2 separate regions of the Gossypium hirsutum genome follow, and region 1 is linked to region 2. A link is a contact called in public Hi-C data. All regions are on one chromosome and are shown on one strand. The core of a region is the stretch at or near the end of the contact, and the rest is flanking DNA. Distances in the headings are between cores, read along the strand shown.

What was found. Hi-C and Micro-C count contacts between places; a contact is called where the count stands out from the background.
Region 1: a Hi-C map of leaf shows a contact between it and region 2, with 3 times the contacts expected there. The contact joins the promoter of LOC107944606 here to the promoter of LOC107944069 in region 2. A contact is called at or near these places in 12 of 34 Hi-C or Micro-C datasets (anther, hypocotyl, leaf and 1 more).

The regions. Positions count from the first base shown.
Region 1 is chrA06:1,497,031-1,503,485 of Gossypium_hirsutum_v2.1, forward strand. LOC107944606 (transmembrane protein 147) reads left to right here and starts at 4,852. Exons shown (of 7, transcript XM_041114792.1): 1 at 4,852-5,089; 2 at 5,459-5,528; 3 at 5,625-5,684; 4 at 5,950-6,064; 5 at 6,446-6,455. The coding sequence starts at 5,013.
Region 2 is chrA06:1,367,221-1,373,786 of Gossypium_hirsutum_v2.1, forward strand. It overlaps LOC107944069, which reads left to right and starts at 2,790. Exons shown (of 3, transcript XM_016877881.2): 1 at 2,790-3,037; 2 at 3,336-3,511; 3 at 3,649-4,372. The coding sequence starts at 2,949. The coding sequence ends at 3,665.

The DNA.
Region 1 (6,455 bases), core at 3,602-6,101, 130 kb after region 2:
CTAGAACCAGATCTGCCCTGAAGGTTCTTCGGTATTGAAGCTTCACCTTGAAAGTGCTGAGGCCTAATCGAAACAGAAGATCTTCGTGGATGTGGTTCAATCTGAATTTGCGCTTGCGGAGGCGTGTATCCTGGAGAAAAAAGTGGCTCATCATTGTTTCCTTCTTCATCGCAAACCACAGGATTTTTCCCTTTATCCACTCCCTTGGTTATTAATTGCGTCAATTTAGTCATTAGTTCATCCTGAGACTCCTTCATCTTTTGTGCCATGTCTTTTTGGATATTTTCCATATGTTCTTTCATTTGCACCTGTAACTGGTCTTGCATCTCTTTTTGCGTTTGCTCCAGTTTCTCTAATCTTTGATCCATTTCTTTGGCTTTGCGACGAGTACCGTAAGGATGTTTGGTTGATTGGTTTTCCAGATTAGCTGAAATAATTTTACATAATTAGGGTCACTTCGTAAAAATCTAATGCATATGATGCAATGTAATGCAAATGCATGAAATGAATGCCTAAAGAGACGTTGATTCTGATTCAATTACATTTAGGAAACTTTTCTAGAAAGCAAATTCCCTTACATAAAACGGATACATGTACGACCTCACCCTCATATTCCAAGAAACAACATCGATTTTTTTCTTCATCCGCATGTTTGAGGTAATCTCACCAATAGATGCCATTGCTAGCTCATTTTCTTGATCTTGGTCGCGATCCATCATCTGCCCATCTTCATAAGGCTTGTCAGCTTGTTGAAGGCTTTTGGACAATCGTCTCGAATCCCCAGGCCACCAAGCACGGTCACGAACTCCTCCATCGCCATTCTTGTGTTTCTCAGAATATGTTTGGGAAGTCGTATTGTTTTCCACTTTATCAAGGAATTCGTATTCCATGACAAGCTTTCTAATTTAGTAATTGGATTTGAATCCATATCTCTTTCCTAAAATGCAAATGCAAGGCAATGCAATCATAATCAAAACACAACAAGAAGGGTTAGTACAAAACATAAGCAAGCACAGAAAACAAAAAGTACCTAATCGGGTAGATACTAGGGGTTTCGAGTGGCTCTACCTAGGTTAAGTTCCTAAGTCTACTATATGAGGGTTGGTTCTAAAGTAAGGGTACCCGAACCAGCAGATTCCTCGATCCTCACCCATTATAGGCTCATACGGACTGAGTTCAGTTCAGGGGAACACATTTCCCTATGGCCATGCGGAGATGAAAATCTCACGAAGGTGAAAACCTCACGAAGGCGTAACTTCTCACTCCCACTTAAAAGGGTATGACCAACGGTCATGCAATGCAATGTGCAAAAATAAATCTGAACTTAAATACAGCAATTATGAATCACAATGACGAAGATCATAATAAAAATACAATGAAAGGATCGTATATTTAAACTAGGTTTTTGATTTTTGACAAAAAGACAAAAAGCAATCAACTCATGGCTTGACTCTCGTGTTTGTCCCCAGCGGAGTCGCCAAGCTGTTGACACCATTTTTTTGGATGAAAAACGGGGTCGACTTGGGTTTTGACGAAAACAAAAAAACGGGAGTCGCCACCGATCTTTTTAGATGAGGTGTGATCGGGTCACCTCGAAAAGTGGTTGTTTTTAATAAACGGTTTGATTTTATTAAAACAACAAGTTTGGTCCATGAAATTCAGAAAAATGGGTTCGGGAGTCGGTTACGCACGAGGAAGGATTAGCACCCTCGATACGCCCAAAATTGGTACCTAGTTGGTTACTTAATGTCTTAATGTCGAAATTTTAAATACGATCCTTTCTTTTTGAATAAAATGAATTGGAAGATAAAGCTCATTTATTTTAAAGAAATAAATTGTTACACTGAGTAAGTTAGAGTGCAACGTTTCAAATCCTCAAAATTAAGCTTATTCTTCGTCTTTTAAAACCTATGCATTTTAAGGAGGATATCCGATTATCTGAGTCAAATGAGAAAATCAAAACCCAGTAAGTTAGGGTTCGATTTCACAAAATTTCTAAATATCGAGCATTGCCTTTATTTTTAAAATCCTCGTCTCGAGAAAATAACATGTCATATCCAATGCGTTAGGATACAACGTGTCGAATTCCCGAGAATGAGCTTTTTACTTATGGGTTTTGATTAAAAAGGATGCTCGGTTATCTAAGTTCATCGAAAAATTTGAAGCCCAGTAAGTGAGGGCACAATTCTCGAGAACTATGAGAACGAGGCTTTTTTGAAAATTATGAAATAGGGTGATTGTAGTGCTCTGATAAAACACGATTTTTACAAATATGACATGATTGAAAAGTGATGTATGACGTAAAAGATAATATATAGTTCAAATGCATATCAAAGAATAATGAACAAATAATGAATTAATACTAACAAACATAGCAACAATAATCTCTATTGTACATTATGCTAATATCAATATCTACATTCAAAAACTAAAAGAAAACGAGTCAATTAAGGCAAATACGGACCAAATGTATGAGTTTTGAAATAACTAAAAAATATATAAAAATGAAATTATATTTATATTTTAGATAAATAATATATAAATGAATATTTGAAAGGAATTAAAAATATGGTTAAAAATAAATACTACATAGAATAATAGTGTCCAAATAGGTTTTAAAGTAAATATTATATAAGGAATAAGTCACAACACATTAAATAATATATATATATATATATATATGTGCACGTATACATGATGAAGATTAAACAATAATACATAATAATTTTTGAAACGAATGTATAATAAACCCAAAGTGTTAATACTATTTTATTTATTATATAAAATAATACTACATTAAAAATCCGTGATGAAATTAACCATTGATATAATAATACTCAAAGTAATAATATAAATAATAAAATTATAATACGTGTACATAGATAAATAAACATATAAATAATAAAACTAATGTTAACAATAGTAAAGATAATAAACTAAACAAAATTAGTAATAATAATGAAACAGAGGATCAAATTGACACCAAAGCTGAAATTAAAGGAAAAAAATCTAAAATAAATAAAAGGGAAGGTCCGAATTAAAAAGCGCGAATGACATGGGGGACTAAAAGGGTAATATTTCCCACCCTCCAAAACGCAGCGTTATGACGAGGACCGAAATGAAGCGGACATCAAATTAAAGGGCGAAAATTAGAAATAAAAAAAATTGATTTGAACGCGCTACAAAAAGGGGAGGACCATCTGCGTAAATAACCCAAAAGTCAGAAACACGCGGATCCTCCCCTTGGGTCGGGTCACCGCGTGGGTCAGAGACCAAAACGACGCCGTTTTTGGTCTCTGAACCCTAAGCCCAAACGGCGCCGTTTTGAAAACCTTATTTAAGACAATTTTTTTTTAAAAACTTATTCTTTCATTGTTTAGAAAAAAACTTCAGAGAAAAAAGAAACCCTCAGCCCGCCCTTTCCTTTGGCTAAACGGGCCACCCATGACCCCGCCACATGCGGTGGTCGGAGGTTCTAAACGGTCGGTTTTTAACCCCGTTTCAGGGACCAACTAAGGATCGGGCTTTAGACTCGTAGGGCCGAGGAGCGAAACCCCCAAACGTCGCCCTCGGGGTCCGATCTCGAAGACCCGAAGACGGACTCCGGCGACAACGCAAGCGAAGTGACTCAGGTACCGCTTCGTTTCCTTTTTCTGTTTCTTTGTTTGTAGATGTAGAGAGAAGAAAAAGAAAAATAAACAAATCCGGAACAGGAGAATCGCAAATCACCTTCAAAATTTTTTGTTTTTTTGATTTCTGAAAGTGTTTTTTTTTTTTTTGAAGAGGGGAAAACCGCCCCTTTTACAATGGTTTTGAATCAGTTTTTTGAACCAAAAATAATAATACCCCCCCTTTGCTTGTTGTTGTTGTTCTCTTTATTATTTGCAGGTGAAGCAGGTGGGTAGAGACGTGATGGAGGCATGGAAGGGACGGTGGCAGGTGCGCCATTTGCGCTGACGGCGGCCGAAGTCAGAAGACCCTAGGTGCGGCGCACCTAGGGTTTATTTTTGCTGTTCATTTTTCTGATTTTGTTGGGCTAGGGTTGTTAGGTTATTTGGGTGTTGGGTCTGTTGGGTTTTAGGTTTGGGTTATTGGGCTGAGGGTAGGCTATTGGGTTATTGGGCTAGTGGTTCTGAGCTTGTTGTTTTGGACTTTATGGACTGTAATTTGGACTTTTATTTTGTGTTTAATTGGGCCTCGGGCAAAATGGCCTGTAACAGAGTTCAGTAACTAATTATCCATATTATATATTAGAATTGTAATTTAATGCATGTAAATTTTAGAAATAACTTTTAGCTAACACAATGGGTGCAAAAAGTTAAAGGTAAAGTATATTAAAGTTATTAAACTATCAGTAAGTTTACACTTTAGTCAGTCAATTTTAAAAAGTTACAAAAATAGTCATTAAACTATTCAAAAATTTTCATTTAAGTCATTGAGTTGTTAAAATCGTCATTGTATAGCCTTCTCCATTCTCACTATTGACACCAATTGAAAGGGTAAACTTCACCTCCTCTTCTACGATTTAGATTTTTGTTTCATGAAAAAACTTTGAATATCACAAATATGCGAACTAAAATCCAAACAGCTTTCTTCTTCAATCTTCAACACCGACCATTAGATCGGCTTGGATTTGTGATATGTTCTACTACTTGTTGATGGGTACTAGTCCATTGTACCATCGAATCATAGCTCGAAGCTCGCCAGCCTGACTTAACAATCCAGTGACTTAAATGAAAACTTTTGAATAGTTTAGTGACTATTTTGTAACTTGTTGAAGTTGAGTGACCAAAATGTAAACATACTAATAATTCAGTGACTTTAGATGAATTCACCCGAAAAAGTTAAAGCACACATAAAATTTGGAGTCCCAAAGGCCCATTGCTCATGATATACTAATCGGTATTTTCAGGGCTTATTGAAGGCCCTAAACAGAAACAATTAAACAAAACAAAACCATCTGCTCGTCGCAGATTCAGATCGAAAATTGGGGCCAAAAAATACGAAGAAAAATGACGATGTTTCACTTCTTCAACTGTGCGATCCTCACTTTCGGTCCTCACGCCGTCTACTACTCCGCCACTCCCTTGTAATGTCCCTTCTTCCTCTCTTTTTTGCCTCATTTTTATGTAATTTTTGTGATTTGTTAATCGATTAAAGCATTTTTTTAATATCGTTTAATTTTTGTAATTTAATAATAAATTAATACTGATCTGGTGTTCAATTCAAAATTTGAATGAAAAACAGAAGCTGTTTCGATAAAAAATGTTTCTTTAAAAAAAATTCCACTGTTAAGTAGTAATTGCTAAAATGAACTAAGATCTAGAGCGAAATGTTTAGTTAGTTTGATTAAAATGCTGAAAAATATTATGTTGAAGGAATTTGTTATTTTCTACTATAATTATGGCGATGGTAATTTATGAATCAGTGTATTTAACAGTAAATCATGTTTATGTAGATCGGAGTATGATACTCTTGGTACTTCTGTTAAAGCTGCCCTTGTTTATCTTGGAACAGCTTTGGTAAAGGTGAGTACGTGCTAAAAATCTTTACTATTGTGTTTCTCGTCACTCTATTTGGATTGTTAATTTGTTTTTTTTCTTTTGGCTTTAATATGGTGGCAGCTTGTTTGTCTCGCAACGTTTTTGAAGGTTTCCGAGAATGATGGCTTCGATCCGTACCAGGTACTTCTGTTTCTTTTGTTCTTAAATCGGAATTTACATGGAAGAACGTAGATATTGGGCGGATTATTTTTTTGTGATGTAGTTGAAGATAATCATATTCTAAAGTTAGAAAATATTTTGAAAATTAGTACCACTTTCTTATTTATAGTTGCATGATGTAGGTTACAGATGTAGCGTGTGCCATGTAGTAGTACTATGAGTCTTTTTTGGAAACAATCTATGAATTTAAACTTATCAACAATTTGTGTTGTTTTCGTATTTTCAGGAACTTTTGAAGGCAGTGATTGGTTTTATAGATGTTGCTGGACTTTATTTTGCCTTAACACAGTTGACTCATAGGAACATCTCTCAAAATCATAAATTTCAAGCTGTTGGACTTGGTGAGTGAGATTGACTCGGTCATCTTACTTGAAAATAATGTGAATCTTTGAAATTTGGTCTTACTAGTAGATGAATGAACTTATATTTGAAAATGTGGCAATGAAATGCTCTGTTTACTCGAACTCAGGTGTGAGTGTTGAATACGGGTTGCATCAGATACAGATGTGCTTAGATTTTTCTTAGTTTTGCATCTATCCAACGTATTTTCTAAGTTTTTCTATGTATTTGGAGCATGCTCTAAGCTTATATCCCACATTCATATGTCGAACATGGGTATTTCAAGAAGAATGAAATGTCTTAGCGAAATAGCATATATATTATGGTTCTTTTCACTTTTCTTAATTCTTGAGCACTATGGCTTCTTTCTTTTATGTTGATAGGATGGGCATT
Region 2 (6,566 bases), core at 1,540-4,039:
CACGATCCCACGAATTACCAAATACCAGATATTGCATTCATTTTAGGGATTTTAAAAGACACGAGCGAAATTTTAAATTGATATTCGATTATTTTGAGCAAATGCGAAATTGCAACCCAACACGTTAGGGCACGATTCCGCGAATTGCCAAACATCAAATCTCATCTTTGTTTAAGGGATTTTAAAAGATATGAATGGAATTTCGAAGGGAAATTCGATTATTTTGAGTAAATGCAAAATTGCAACCCAACACATTAGGGCATGATTCCGCGAATTGTCGAACATCAAATTTCGTCTTCATTTTGAAGAATTTTTGGAAGAATACTTAAAAACATATTAATTCGATTTGAAATAAGATGACATTAATCGTAAAAAATTGGGTTTTAGAACCACATTTCAAAAATCAAAAGGAAAATAATGAATGGGGTAATATGTACATGCGAGACGCAATGCTTAACGAATGAAAATATTAATCAATTAGCAGAACAAGTAATTAAATATAATTAGTCTAAGTTAACCTAATTTCAATCGCGTAATAATAATCGTCATGTCAATAAGATGAATACCATGTGATGAGAATGTATATGCTACGATATAGAACAATCGACGAAATATATGCAAAATGGAATAGAATTTAAGAGTCAAAGTAGTATAAAACGATGTCGGAACAAAGGCGGTCTAATGAACCAATAATTTATGCTACATGCGAATTAATGAATTGAGACACCTTAAATCTAAAAAAACTAGGGATATATATACTTGATACATATTATAAAATGAATGAATTAATCGGATATCATGCCAAAACATTAAATAATATTGGTTTTAAAAAAAATGAAGAATTATAGTATGAAAATTTTAAAATATGTGTAGATATATTATGAATAATAATAATAAATGTATAATATGATATAGTCTTTAAAAAAACGTAATGGTTCCACAAATTATGTGTATATATAAATAATTTTTAAAAGTAACTATTTGTAAAACATGGAAATACATGCATGCTTATGAATGTAAAAAAATATATATATATGATAGCTTCAAGAGTGTGCTTGTATATGCGTAATAAGGAAAACTATGTAAAATACATAAATTAAATAATATCTATCTAGATCAAATATAAATATTAATATATACATATATACATATAATAATAATAATTTAAGAGATGCGTTTTGTAGGATTTTAAAATACGAGGAAAAAGAATTGATAATGATATATGTACATATGAAATAAGACCAATTTTAATACAAAATATACATGTACGTAAACAAAATGGACTAAAAACATACTAATGTGTGCAAAGTATATTTATTTTTTAATGAAAATATATATAAGGTTTATATATATACACGCATGGATTCAAAAGAAAGAATGTATGTGTCTAAAGGTAAGTACATGTAAATTTATAGATAGGGTAAACTACAAAAATAGTCACTTTTGTTTGCCTCATGTTACATTTTAGTCACTTATGTTTGAAATGTTACGATTTAGTCACCTATGTTATTATTTTGTTACGAAGTGATCACTCTTCCGTTAAGTTTTGTTATCTCCTTAACGGTAATCCTACGTGGCAGTCCAACTAGATATTACTGAATCTGCTAATACATACTTCATCCGGATAAAGTATGCATTATTAAAATTAAATTAAAATATTAAATAAGAAATAAAATTATGAAACAATATGTTATTTGGAAAATTACTATTATTGTAATGAGATACATGTTTTATTAGGTATAAGTATTTAAAATTTTGCTTTTGTAATGTGATACATGCGTAAATATATATATTATATATGTAATCATATTAGTGAATCTGCTAATACATACTTCATCCGGATGAAGTACGTATTAGCAGATTCAGTAATATCTAGTTGGACTGCCACGTAGGATTACCGTTAGGGAGAACTTAACGGAAGAGTGATCACTTTGTAACAAAATAATAACATAAGTGACAAAAACGTAACATTTCAAACATAAGTGACTAAAATGTAACATGAGGCAAACAAGAGTGACTATTTTTATAGTTTAACCTTATAGATAATTTATATACATACTCAATAACTTATATGAATCAAAAGCATGCACTAATATCCATGGATACAAAATAGTTTAAATCCAATGTGAAACACATATAAAGCATGTTTGAAATAAAAAAATGTTGAAATGCAATGATATATTTATAGAGTCCAAAGCCATTATGCATAAAAGTAGATTAACATTATTATAATATATATATATATATATATGTATATATAATAATATAGATGAAACCAATGTTTAAAATGTACAAAACATGATACTAGGATTGCTAAAAGAGAACAGTTTACAACAATGGAATAACTATGACTTAAAATTAAAAATAATTAATTAAGAACACACAAAAGGGCTACGAACTAAAGGACTTAATCGAAATTAAGCTAAAACAAGAGGGGAAAATTAAGAAAATAGAGCAAATAAAAAGGGGACCTATGCGCGAGGCGCGATAATGCAGGAGGATCTAAACTGGAAATATTCCAGTCCTTACAATGCAGCATTAAAACGCGGACTTGATCGCAAACACACGCAAATTATGGGTGAAATTTAAAAAAGAAAAAAATGAGAACATTGATTGATTTGAAAATGGAGCTAAAAGGAAGGGACCAAGCCCGTAAATATCCCTCACGGCAAAAACGCGCGGGTCCTCGGGGCACCTGGGGACGGGTCGGGTCAGGCTCTCTAGACGGTGTCGTTTTAAGGCTACAGATCATGCCTTAAATGGCAACCGTTTCGCATCACCGAATAAATGAGGACAAGGCCTCTGAAAACCCTAGGCATTTCAATCAAAGCAACGGAGAAAGGGGGGAACCCAAAGGTTCTGCGTCGTTCGGCCATCATTTCATCACTGCGACGATGAATGACGACCTTTGGTGACCACCCCCTTTTTGCTCCTTCATTCGATCCGGCATGGAACTCATCGATTTAAGCCCCGAAATCCCATCTCCGACTTCGATTTCAGTGAAGGAGACAAGGTCTTCAATGGCTCGTATGCAAAGGTAAGGTTTCACTCTCCCTCTTTTATTTTATTATACAGAAACATGTGAAAGTGAAAGAAATATGAAACAGATGCGAAAAAGAAAAAAAAAAGCACAAGGCGTTCGAAAAGATCACCTTCTTGTTCTATTGCTTTCTTATTGATTTGTTGTCTGTGTTTGTATTTGTGTGTCCCTCCCCAAAAATAACTTTACAATAAAAAATCAATAGGCTTTTATAGCCGAATGTAAAAAAAATAAGTAAAAAATGAAATACAATTCTTTTTTCGTCTTTGCTGCTTTTGTCTGTTCTCCTTTGCAGGTACGAGTACGGGGCTGTGCGTTGGCCATTGGCGCGAGGTGTACGGGGTGGTGCTGGCGTGTGTACGGGAGGGTGCGTGGTGCCAGGAGGATGCTGGGGTTGCTGGTTGCGGCGCATGGGAAGGAACCTTAAGGTTCTAAAATTTCTGGGCCACTTAGGGTGTTCATATTTGGGCTGTAAGGCTATTGGTTTTTTTGTAATGGGACTAAAGTATTAGTAATGGGGTCATGCTATTGGGCTTATGCTATGTAATTGGACTTTAAATATTTAAGGGACTGTTATAATTTTATTTATTTATTTATTTATTATATAGGTTTGGGATTTCTTTAGCGGGCCCGGGCCAAAATTGGTCACTACAACCTTGAGACATGACCTGAACCTTGTAAACAAAGGAGCTGAAAAAGGCTTAGTGAACACATCTGCTATTTGCTCTTGAGCAGGAACATGTCCTACTGTCAACCGTCCAGCAGCAATTTTTCCCGTACAAAAAAGAGATCTAATTCAACATGTTTGAATTTCGAATGTAGTACTGGATTAGCTGAAACAGCAACAGCTCTAGAGTTATCGCACCAAACAGTAGCTTTGCGAGCAGATGAAATATGCAACTCAGACAGGAGAGACTCGAGCCAAACCACTTCAGTAACAGTGTGAGCAAGAGCGCGATACTTAGCTTCGGCAGTTGACCAGGAGACGACCTTCTATTTTTTGGATCCCTAGGCGACCGGATTCCCTCAAAGAAATACACAAAACCCCGTAGTAGATTGTCTATCATCCACGTCGGTTCCCCAATTTGCATCTGAGTATCCTACTAAATCCAGGTCACGATTATGATCATGATCATAGTAATACATAGTTATTTTACTAATAGAAGTAGTCATGATCATGGCCACGGTCCTAACCATAGATTGTTATGGAGTTAACAATTATTTCAATCACCAAAAAGAAGAAGAATAGTAAAAAGAGAAAAGTAGTCTAATTAATCTTTCAACAATTGCTAAAATTTTTACTATTAATATAATATGAGTAAGTATTGGCCACATGTCTTTCATACACCTTAACATCTTTTAAAGTTTATCAAATATTCATTAAGAAAAAAGAAGAGAAAATGTTGAAACCAATTTGACAATCATAATGATGACATTAATGATGTTCGACAAAACAAAAATTAATTATTATCTCTTGAATATCTTTAATTAAGGCTAATTACGCTTCTAACAGTCAAATATTTAAAATAATCAAATAATAAATAATAATTTTTAACGCATTATTTTCGAGAAACTTTTGCAACTCGTCTTATCTTCTCAAGTAATTTTCTTTTAAAGGATCCGCAAATTTTCTTCCAACACAATCATCCTTCGTCATATAAACAAATTAATTCTTTTTCACTTTCCATTTGCCCAATACCTTTTTTATAGAACAAAAATTAGTTTGAAATTTCGAGATAACGTACTTAAACAGGTATCTATTATTTTGTTGATTCCATTCATTTTCCACAAAAACCGATCATATGGTCCAATTAAAAACAGGCCCACCACATGGATCTCGTGACCAATAGATTTCATTCATTTAATAAAACCACATTGCGTAGTCTTTCGATGGCAGATGAGAAAGGTAATGAAATGGTTTCAATTTTGGCGGTGAGAAATATAGTGGTGAATATTACTTTTAACGTCGAATATTAATTTTCAATTGTAGAAAATGTTACTTTAAATATGATTCTTATTAATTGAAGTGGTTGATAATATTGCAAGATAAATTTGTCATTTAGGAGGTATTCAAATTGATTTTTGATTTGGTGTGTAAATCAATTTTGGTTAAGCTTTTGTTTGAATTATATTATAGTTTATTTTCACATCAATAGCTAACGATGATATTTTATAAATGGGGTTTCGATTTTTCAACATCTTTTATATAATTATTTATTAAATATAATCTAAAATCCAACAAACAGTAGCAATTAATTGTTGGATTCATCGAAGACTTTTAATGGAGTTATTTTAAGATTCGTGAATTTTGGATCTTCATACATATCAATACCTTCACATATATCAATTACTTCATTTGATAGAGATAGTAAACCATACAACAGCTCGCACAAATGGCAAACAGTCTAATACGAATTTGAGGAATTGTCTCGTGAACTGACATTATGCAGACAGTTCATATGATACAAGAATGGCACTGTTCAAGTGAGAACAAATTTGCGGACACATGAAACTGCTCAATATGGCGGGATTGAAGAAATGCGGAGTATATCGGCAGAATGTGCGTGCTGACTGCATCCACAATTAGAATGAAGTTGTTTTGGTATAAGCTACCAGTGATGAGTGCGTGTTTGTTTTAAGTAAAATCAATCTTAGTTGGTAAATTTTTTTATGTGTTTTGGTAATAATTGGCATATTTGGTTATTTTATTTTTTTACAAGAAATATATTTCAAATTTCAAGATTATAACTCGTATATATTATAAAATTAGAAAACAAATGAAATATAGAGCAGACTCGTTATACTGTTAGTTGTCTGTTTTGCTTTCTTTCTTTGTTCTTAACACCAACAATTACTTTGCCACAGTTACTACTTTTCTTCTTGTTTCACAGCTGGTATATTGTTGCAGTGATGTCTTCACCTCGGATACCCGCACAGGTTTAAGCAATTCGAGTCGGTAATTTGAGAGGAGCTGGTATATTGTGTTTTAGTACGTCATTGCCATCGTGTTCAAGTTGGGTGTGCACAGAGCTTTGGTGCCATGAAAATATTCAATTTATAGATCTATTGGTTATCTATTCAAAATATATATTTTTTATTCAATGATGAAACATTTATTTGTTTGTGATTAAAAAAAATCCGATCATGTGGATCTCTTGAGTAATAGATTTCATTAATTTAGTTTAGATCTAAATAAATGGATATTATAGTCTAATTAATTTAATTAATTATCTTGTGAGATAGGATCTCAATCAATATCCATTGATGTAATTCTAAGATATTATGATTTTTTTTTATTTTTTTAAATAATACATAAATTAATTTGAGAAAATAATTTTTTTCCATCATGAATATCATAAGAGAAAGGGTAAATTACACCCATGGTCACTTTTGTTTACATCAAGTTACGTTTTAATCACTTATGTTTGAAATGTTAGTTTTAGTCACTTATATTATCGTATTGTAACATTTTAGTCACTGAGCTGTTAATTGTCGTTAATGGTATAACGGTAAGCTAATGTGGCAC